Linked DNA regions of Mus musculus: region 2 is linked to region 1. A link is a contact called in public promoter capture Hi-C data. All regions are on one chromosome and are shown on one strand. Each heading gives the region's core, a stretch centred on a gene start, on an enhancer-like site or on the middle of the called end of the contact. The rest is flanking DNA. Distances are from core to core; before and after follow the strand shown.

The links. Promoter capture Hi-C pulls out the DNA fragments that hold promoters and counts their contacts.
Region 2: a promoter capture Hi-C map of stem cell-derived epiblast-like cells shows a contact between it and region 1, with 4 times the contacts expected there. The contact joins the promoter of Cngb1 here to the promoter of Cx3cl1 in region 1. A contact is called at or near these places in 9 of 39 promoter capture datasets (HPC-7-derived erythroid cells, the SN4741 cell line, embryonic stem cells and 5 more).

Annotation. Positions count from the first base shown.
Region 1 is chr8:94,770,217-94,774,274 of GRCm38.p6, reverse strand. Cx3cl1 (chemokine (C-X3-C motif) ligand 1) reads right to left here and starts at 2,095. Exons shown (of 3, transcript NM_009142.3): 1 at 1,941-2,095. The coding sequence starts at 2,010.
Region 2 is chr8:95,305,073-95,309,448 of GRCm38.p6, reverse strand. Cngb1 (cyclic nucleotide gated channel beta 1) reads left to right here and starts at 2,864. Exons shown (of 33, transcript NM_001195413.1): 1 at 2,864-2,917. It also overlaps the pseudogene Gm5359.

The DNA of each region.
Region 1 (4,058 bases), core at 846-3,345:
CTGTGCTTTTTCCTTCTAACAGACCAAATGGCTTACTGGTTTATTTTTGTGTATTGCAGCCAAATTTCAGCACCCTGAGAGCTGGGCCCCGTGGGCCCTTTATTCCCTGCTGTGGTCTTAGCAACCAGAAATGCGCTTGTCGCACAGCAGGTGTCCAGTTTGCCAACCAAATGAATGGATGAGATGCATGCAGAGGTGCTTAATGGCATATAAAACCTCGACCAACAGAGAAGTGTGTGTGTGTGTGTGGGGGGGGAGCTTCTAATTAAATCCATAGGGCCCTCGATCTGACTGACACTGGAGCTGTCCGCCTCTGCCCCCCTCCACCCCCACTGAGGATGGGGGAAGCAGGCTGGAACAGCTGAAAGCAGATATATTTTTTTTCTTTCTTTTTCTCTTTCTTGCTGAGACTTGAGTGGGAGTGAATGCGTCAGTGCTGGAGAGCAGCCTTCCCTGCTCCAACTTGCATTTGCAGGTTTGTTACATAAAGCGCTGAGCGCTCGCTCGCTCGCCTGACACAGCCCTGCAGACCCACATTTGGGGACTGACGCAGATGCCCTGCACCAGCCTGCAGCATCCCTAAAGCCTGAGACACCCCCCCCCCCTTGCTGAGGGAGCTCTAGGGTGAACCCAGCTGAATACCTCATTCAAGGGGAGAAGAAACTGAGGTTCACTGGGGTTGAGTCATCCATCCTCACTGTGTCCTGGCAAAGCCAGCAACCACGATTAGGGTCCTCAGGCATCAGACATTCTGGGTTTTCTTTTCAACCTTGCCTAGGATTTCCCTATAAGCTTAGGAAAGTGATAGCTACCACCATGACCACATGCACTTTCCAAAATGCCTCCCTAGACACTGGAGTTTTCTCACCGGTAAGGCGTGAATGCTACAGCAGTTGGGACCAGAGAAGTCAAGACCCTGCTCCATTGACACACAGGGAGGTGATGGCAAAGCAACCTCCATCTGATTCCTACTTCCCCGTGCGCACTGTCTACAAATATCTCAGGCTTGAGGGCCAGAGCTCAGACAGCAGAAAGGCAGGCACAATTTTATCCCACCACCCCCACTCCCACCCACTCACCCACCCAGCTCCCTGTGGCACTGGTGATTTAGTTCCATGGAGATATCCTTGATGCTGGGGGTTGGCTCTCATTTTTTTCCAGTTTCACAGTGCGCCCTAAGGCAGAGTGCCACCTTCTCTGAGCGACAACCTGCTAATTTAGCCTGGCTAAATAGCCTCGGCCCTCCCTGAGGATGGAGCTCTAGAGGTTAAAGGAGGTGGAATGGTCAAAAGAGAAGGTGGGCAAGGCTGTTGGTCTCTCCTTCCTTAAGTCCCTGGGCATCACTCTCTCCTGCCCTGCATACTGGCTGAGCATCCTCAAACAGATCTCTAGCTCTAGCTCTCCATCTTTCCTATGTCCCTAGGAATGTCTACACCTTGTACTACCAGGTAGTGGACTCCAGGAAGCAAGTCCGTAGAGACAAAATATTTTCTAAGCTGGGTTTGGAGAAAGTGGCAAGGATGATGGGGGAGACACAGGCAGAGAGACGACAAGCTGCACGCCAGTACTAGAGACAAGCTCCATCCCCATGAGCTGCAGTGACCTTGACCTTAACTATTTCTGGGGGCCTGGAGCGACAGGGCAGGGGAAAGTCCTACCTAGTCCCTGGCCCCGGGCCAGAGCTTATACAGGTTATAGTTAACCTCAGTAGGAAGAACCACCTCTTGTCCGTCAGCCAGGAGCCTGCTCAGGTTTCCCTCAGCCCTCGCTCTCCTCCCCACACAGCTTCTGTCTCCCACAGACACCTCCGAGGTGTCTCCCCGACTCCCACCCCAGAAGCCACTGGGATGGCTGGGACTCGCGGGGGCCTATTTTCCCCAGGGAGATGCAGTCTGCATACCCTTCCTTTCTCCCCGAGGTAGGGTCCGGGACCCACTCACCCGGCAGCAGAGTACACAAATGGAAGAACGCGGCCAGGCGCAGCAGCCACGCGAGCGGCGAGGGAGCCATGGCTGGAGTGCAGGAATTCGGCGGGCCAGGAGGCTGGGCCGTGTCGCAGCTCCTAGTAGTCACTCGCGGCTGGTCTCGGTTGCTTTTTATAATGGGCTGGCAGCCTCCGCCCCCGGCGCCCGCAGTAGGAGGCGGTGGGAGGGGAGAGGAAGAGCCTGTAGCTGCGGCTGGATTCCTCCCAGGTTGCCAGGGAACCAGTTGCAATCCTGCGCTGGGCTCCGCTGCGGGAGCGGCGCGATGGGAACCTGGTGGGTTAGCAGGGTTACCTTCCCTGGAGAACCTAGGTCTTGTCTAAGCCGGACACTGAGCCAGGGACATGCAGAGCGCTGGTCCCCGCCAGGCCGGATCTGCCAAGCTCTTTCTTGATCTGGGGGCAGATGGGGTCTTTCGCCCATGCGATGCAGAACCCCCAGCAATCACCCCTTAAAATCCCCAGATACATTTCAGCCTATGCATCTGCTGGACTCAACACCGAACCTGGCAAGCAGTTTCCTGAAACATAGATCCAGTCCTGCCTTCTATGGACAGGTGGGGAAACTGAGACCCAGAGAAGGGAGAGACCATTCCAAATCACACAGAGCTTCACTCGATAAACTTATCAAGACCACGGAGGAGAAGACTGCAGAGCCAGGGCTGCTGAGGACATGGACATGGAGGGAACATGGGCCTCCTGGCCTCCTTAGCTGTTGTGTAGCCCCTCTAGCCTTTGCTCTATCCAGGGCTGGCTGTGCCTTCTGCTAGCTCCCGAAACAGCACAGCCACGAACTTGTCTTCGGAGCTAAGGGTCTCTTGGCTCCTCTTGGACCCTAATGCAGAGCCTTAGAGAGGTCCTGCCTCCTTCCAGGGTAGCTCTGCCACTGTAGAGTCTGGCTAACCCAGCTTCTGGCTCGGATCTTCCAGAAGCTTTCTCCATGAGACCAGGCAAGACCTAGCAGCAAAGCTTGGGTACTGCACACAACCTGACTTCCCGGAAGACAGGGAGTACAATCCTGGGAGTCTAGAAAAGTCAGAGCCTCCCCAGCCTCGGGCTGGGAGTGAATTGCGCTACTCTTTTTGGGCTGCCAGCCAGAAGGAAAAACCAGTTTGTGTAGAAAACTGTCCTAGGCTAAGGTGCCAGTTGGACCATAGCCAGCCTGGTCCAGACTGCAGAGGCTGCAGCTGCCGCCCCCGAAGACCTCGTGCTCTCTCCTGCTATACATTGTAGCAGGGCTAGCACCTGGTGTGGGTACTGATAGTGTTGAGGGTGGCTGTCCTGGCAGGGATCAATATCCACTGAGGCCCAGAGAACCTGCCCTCAGCTGGCCAGATAAGAAGCCAGGAAGCCTCATTTTACAGCTGGAGAGACTTAATAAGAAGTGATAAAAATGGAGGGCTGGGCCAGGTAGGGTACCTCATGTTTGTAATTGCAGCACTGAAGAGGTGGAGGAAGGATCGTCTAAAGTTCAAGTCTAGCCTGGGCTACATAGTGACTTCCAGCCTGGCTAGAACAAAAACAAAAACAAAAACTCCAAACCAAACAGGGAAATAAAACCCAGAAGTCTAGGTTTCTTTGTGCCTGTGCAGCAGATAGGATAAGAAGGAGGGGCGGGGGGGGGACCAGAGGAAAAGGGAGAGAGAAGAGAGAGAAGACAGGGGTAGGTAGGGGAATCCAAGGAGGATTATGGGAAATCAACACTTACATATTTAAAGGGAAAGGATCTGGGAATGGAGACTTGGAATCCCTGACTGGAGGGTGAGCTCCAGAGTAGAATTTGGAGGGCAGGGAGATGGTTTGCAGGATGCAAGCCTGGCTCCAGAGTTATTGTGAAATGTTTGGATTCTGTAAAATTAGGAAGGAGGCACTAAATTAACTCTGATCCAGGCACTCTCTAATAACGTTTCCCATGGTGCTGGGGACATAGCTCAGCTGTACAGCACTCACCTGGCATGCCAAAAGCCTGGTGTCTATCCCCAACTAAACAAAACTTAATGGAGTTCCATGTTTAACACACATAGTCATGATAACACACCCAGGCTATAAGGCTAACATCCATCACTGTGGTGGGCTG
Region 2 (4,376 bases), core at 1,615-4,114, 530 kb before region 1:
TCATGCTCCAGCTGCAGCACGAAGTATGGACATCCGCATGGCTTCCGGAGGCAAGCATGGACCAGGGACATCAACACGGCCTCCAACAGCCGCACGGACCACAAACATTGACATGTCCTGCTGCAGTAGTCTAGACCATCGACACCAGCATGATCTACAGCATGAGCGGCACAGACCACGACTATCGACGTGGCCTCCAGCGGCAACACAGGCTACAACATCAACACGGCATGTGACAAGTATGTCTTATGCCAAGCAAGTTTATGAAGAAATAGTATTCTGGAGTGATATCTCAGAAGTTAAGAGCATTGCCTGCTCTTCCAGAGGTCCTGCTGAGTCCCAGCACAGGGGCTGGAGAACAAGGGCACATTCTTGTTCCCAGCAACCACGTGGCAGCTCACAACCATCTGTAATGAGATCTGGTGCCCTCTTCTGGTGTGCAGGCATACATGCAGACAAAACACTGTATATGTAAATAAATCTTTTTTTTTTTAAGAGTCTAGTTGGATCTTAAAAGGTGGAATATGAACTAGGCATGCAGCTCTAATCCCAGCACTCCAGAGGCCAAGTTCAAATCTAGCTATGGCTACATGGTGTTTGATCCTGTGTCATACAGGACTATATCCTAGCCCAGCAGCTGCCATCCGGAGAAATTCTGCTGTGCAAACTTGCAAGAGATCATCCTAGCTGGGATGGTGACATTTTACATCCCCTGAGGGGTAAGGAGAATCATAAGATACTCATCTATGTGTATGCAGCCGCTCCCTACCACCTGTCATATGCAAGCATGTAGCCTTGGAGGGGCTAAGGGAAGGGAAGATACCATGGTGGGCAGGCAGCAATGTAGCTCCTTCTATCGAACTATAAAAGGTCTTCATCCTTGCTGGGTAAAGACTTTCTGGTGTAGACTCTTAGGGGAGGAGCTCCACTCCAGAATTAACCCCTCACCCGTGTTTTGTAAGTCTGACGAACTCACTGGTCCCCCAGGGTGAGCTTGTGGAATTGTACCTGGGATTGTCACTGGCACCTTGGAAGAAGAGGAGTACAAATTGTTTTTGTTTCCTCCAGGAAGGGAATTTTAGCAACATCCTGTCTCTGAAAAACCCAGACAAGACAAAGCAATTTACAATACAATTGCTTCATATGAAGAGCCTACCTTGGAAGCAGAGAAGTCAACATGGGCCATTGAAGGCTTGCGTGCAGATTTTCAGAGCCATGTGGTTTATAGTCAAAAGGTGGAGACAAGCTTGGTGCCCATGGCCAGGACTCAGAAACAAATCGTGGAGTGACTATATCACATAGACATCACCACCTACCAGGAACAAGAACTTCCCAGAGACCACCTCTTCTATTGCTTGGATCTTCTATGACAGCAGCGAACAGTACATTTCTGTCACTTGTAAATCACTTGATTTAAGGTGTTGTATTACAGTAACCCAGATGTAATAGGACAGTGAGCTTCAGTGGAAACCCTAAACAAGTAAGTTTCATTCAACCAGTTTCACTTCAGCCACGATGTAGTTGTTAGGAACAAAAGTGTGTCCTTGATCCCCAGCCCTGATGCTGGGACTCAGTAGGATCTCGGGAAGAGCATCTGAGCCTCCTCTCCAGCCCAAGATACTGTTTCTTAATAAGCTTGATTGGTGACACAAGGGAAGTGATCGTCATGGGAGCCAGATCGTCTGATCTGGGACCCCCACCCCCACCCCACCCCATATGCCGTCTGAGAAGACCTTCAAGCAGCGCCAGAGCTTTGAACAAAGAGTGGAAGATGTCCGGCTCATCCGGGAGCAGCACCCCACCAAGATCCCAGTGACTATAGAGCGACACAAGGGGGAGAAACAGCTGCCCGTCCTGGACAAGACCAAGTTCCAGATCATGTGAATATGAGCAAACTCATCATGATAATTAGACGGCGCTTGCAGCTCAATGCTAACCAAGCCTTCTTCTTCCTGGTGAATGGGCACAGCATGGTGAGTGTGTCCACACCTGTCTCTGAGAGTGAGGGAGATGGAGTGGACACCCTTTTGTACATGCTTTATGCTTCTCAGGAGACATTCGGGGCAGCACTGGCTGTGTAAGGCTACAACAATGCCTAAAGGTTGTTAAGCCCTTACCAAGGCATAAAGTGGCGTTATCAGCCGGACGGACGCTGGTCGGCTCACCACCCACAGATCAGAACGTAGGCACCCACATAGGGTATTAGGAACTGTTCATCAGCCAGAAACTGAGCTCCAGGCAAGTGCATTCAGCTCGGAAACTCATCTAAACCAGGCGATCTTGTGTTCCAACTTTACAAGTTTAAAAATAAAATACTTTGCATCCAAAAACAAAACAAAACAAAACAAAACACCTTGCTTGGCATAAGACATAGTTGTCCCAGGTCACATGGTTCTGCTTCTCTGGAAATGTAGATTAATACAGATTTTGGCTAAAGGTCTTGTCCCGGGCCAATGGTTTTTGTGATAATGCTTTAAGCTGTTAAAGACTCCGCCACAGATATCCTACTGAGTCCCAGCACCAGAGCAGGAGAGAAGGACACACTCTTGTCCCCCAGACTGAGCTGATGGGTTCCTGTCACCTTGAGGAGGCTCCCAGAAGCACACAGGTACCCTGGCTATTGGTTGTCCTGCAGCCTTTCTCTGGCTTTGTCACATTCTGTGGGAAGACAGATCCTGGCTTGGAGCAGGTTCCCTAGTAACTCAAAGGGCCCTATGTCTAGGACACTGCTGGACCCGTGGGGGTTGCTGCTTGCTTCCCTGGGTGCCAGTCATCTTTCTACCCTGCCCCCGATTCTGCACATGCTAATCCTTTGCACCCGGCCCATCTAGTGCCAATTAATCCTGGCTGGGTCTGAGAGGCCAGCTGCTGGGGCACTGAGAAGGCAATTCCTGGCTAGCCGCTGACATCTGAACAGGTAACTCAACATGAAATGGGGGCTCAGTGGGACTCCTTGGGGGATCACCACGCTCAGCTTTTAGCGGGGCTTTTAGGTGATAAATAGAGCAGGCAGGAGAGCTATGATGCGTGGTCCCCACACTCTATCCTGTGGCTTAGACTTTGCTATCTCCAGCGCAACCTGAGAAATGTGGATTTGATACCCCCAGAGGGTTTGGGGGAGGCTAGGAATCTGTTTTTTCCAGCTCTCCCAGAAGATTCTCAGAATCCTGGTGGTCTAACACTTCAGATTCCTGGGTGGCTACCTCCAGGTTCTCTTCCTTCAAAGTGGGAGGGCAGCAAGACAGGCCTCCAGATTCCGGTCAAGGAAAAACTGGGCTAAGAGGCTGCTTGCCTAGATAACCTCCAGACAGTTCAAAAATTCAAGCTAGGTTCACTGCCCACTACAGCAGAAGTCAAGAGAAGGCAGTCAGGACCCAAGGGCAGATCTCAGAGTATACTTATCTTGGCCAGAGTCCCCTTAGGCAAGTCTATTGACCTGAGAATGGATATCCCACTTACAGGGAGTAGGGGGCAGGCAAGATTGTCAGGAGAATGAGTGTTATCAAGGGGATGTGGAAGCCAGGTGTGGAGGAGGGCTTTCTTCAGGTCTGGTTCTCAGGACTGCTGGGAGCTGGCGGGGATCTGTGTGCTCTGCCATTCCCAACGTGTGACCTTGGGAGGAAGTCGCTGTGTTCTCACCCCAAGCCAGCAGAGGACTAGAAGAACCCATTGATTGTCCCTGGCCCCAGTTAATTTTCTGTAGGCTGATGTTCCTCCAAAGCTTAAGCTTTGTTTTCGTAGAGGTTGTTCTGGGAGAAGCTGAGCCAGTGCTGGGTCAGAGGTCAAGGTTAGGGGTTGGTCAAGCAGCCTGGCAATGAACTCTGGGAAGCTGGCTATGGGGCTACTATTTTTCTAAGGGTCCTTGAAGAGACAGACAGAGAGGCACAACCTTGGTAGGTCTGTGTCCTGGGTGGCCTTTCCTGGGCTTGTGTACATGTCAGCTTTGATCGTACCACCGAGCCAGGCCATCCTGCAAGAATTCAGTCTCTTGGAGCTTGGCTCCCCCACGTGCTTAATATCATGCTTAAGGTAGAAACTGGCCATCACCAACCATGACGGAAGTCCAACTGGTATTTTATTCTAAAAGCTAAAAAAAATGATGTATGGTTATTTATTTTTTAATTTATTTTTGAGAGAAGTCTCACTGTGTAGCTCTGGCTGGTCTGGACCTTGCTATGTAAAGCATGATGGCGTTACAGAAATCTACCTGCCTCTGCCTCCCAACAACTGGCATGAAAGCACATGGCTAATGTTATCTTAGATTTTTCTGTCCACAAGTCACTGGTGTTTCTTCTCTGTTGTGGGCTTCTGCAGTACATGATATTCCATAATTGGTATTCACACTCAGTACCTGTCCTTGTAGTCATGGCCAGCCT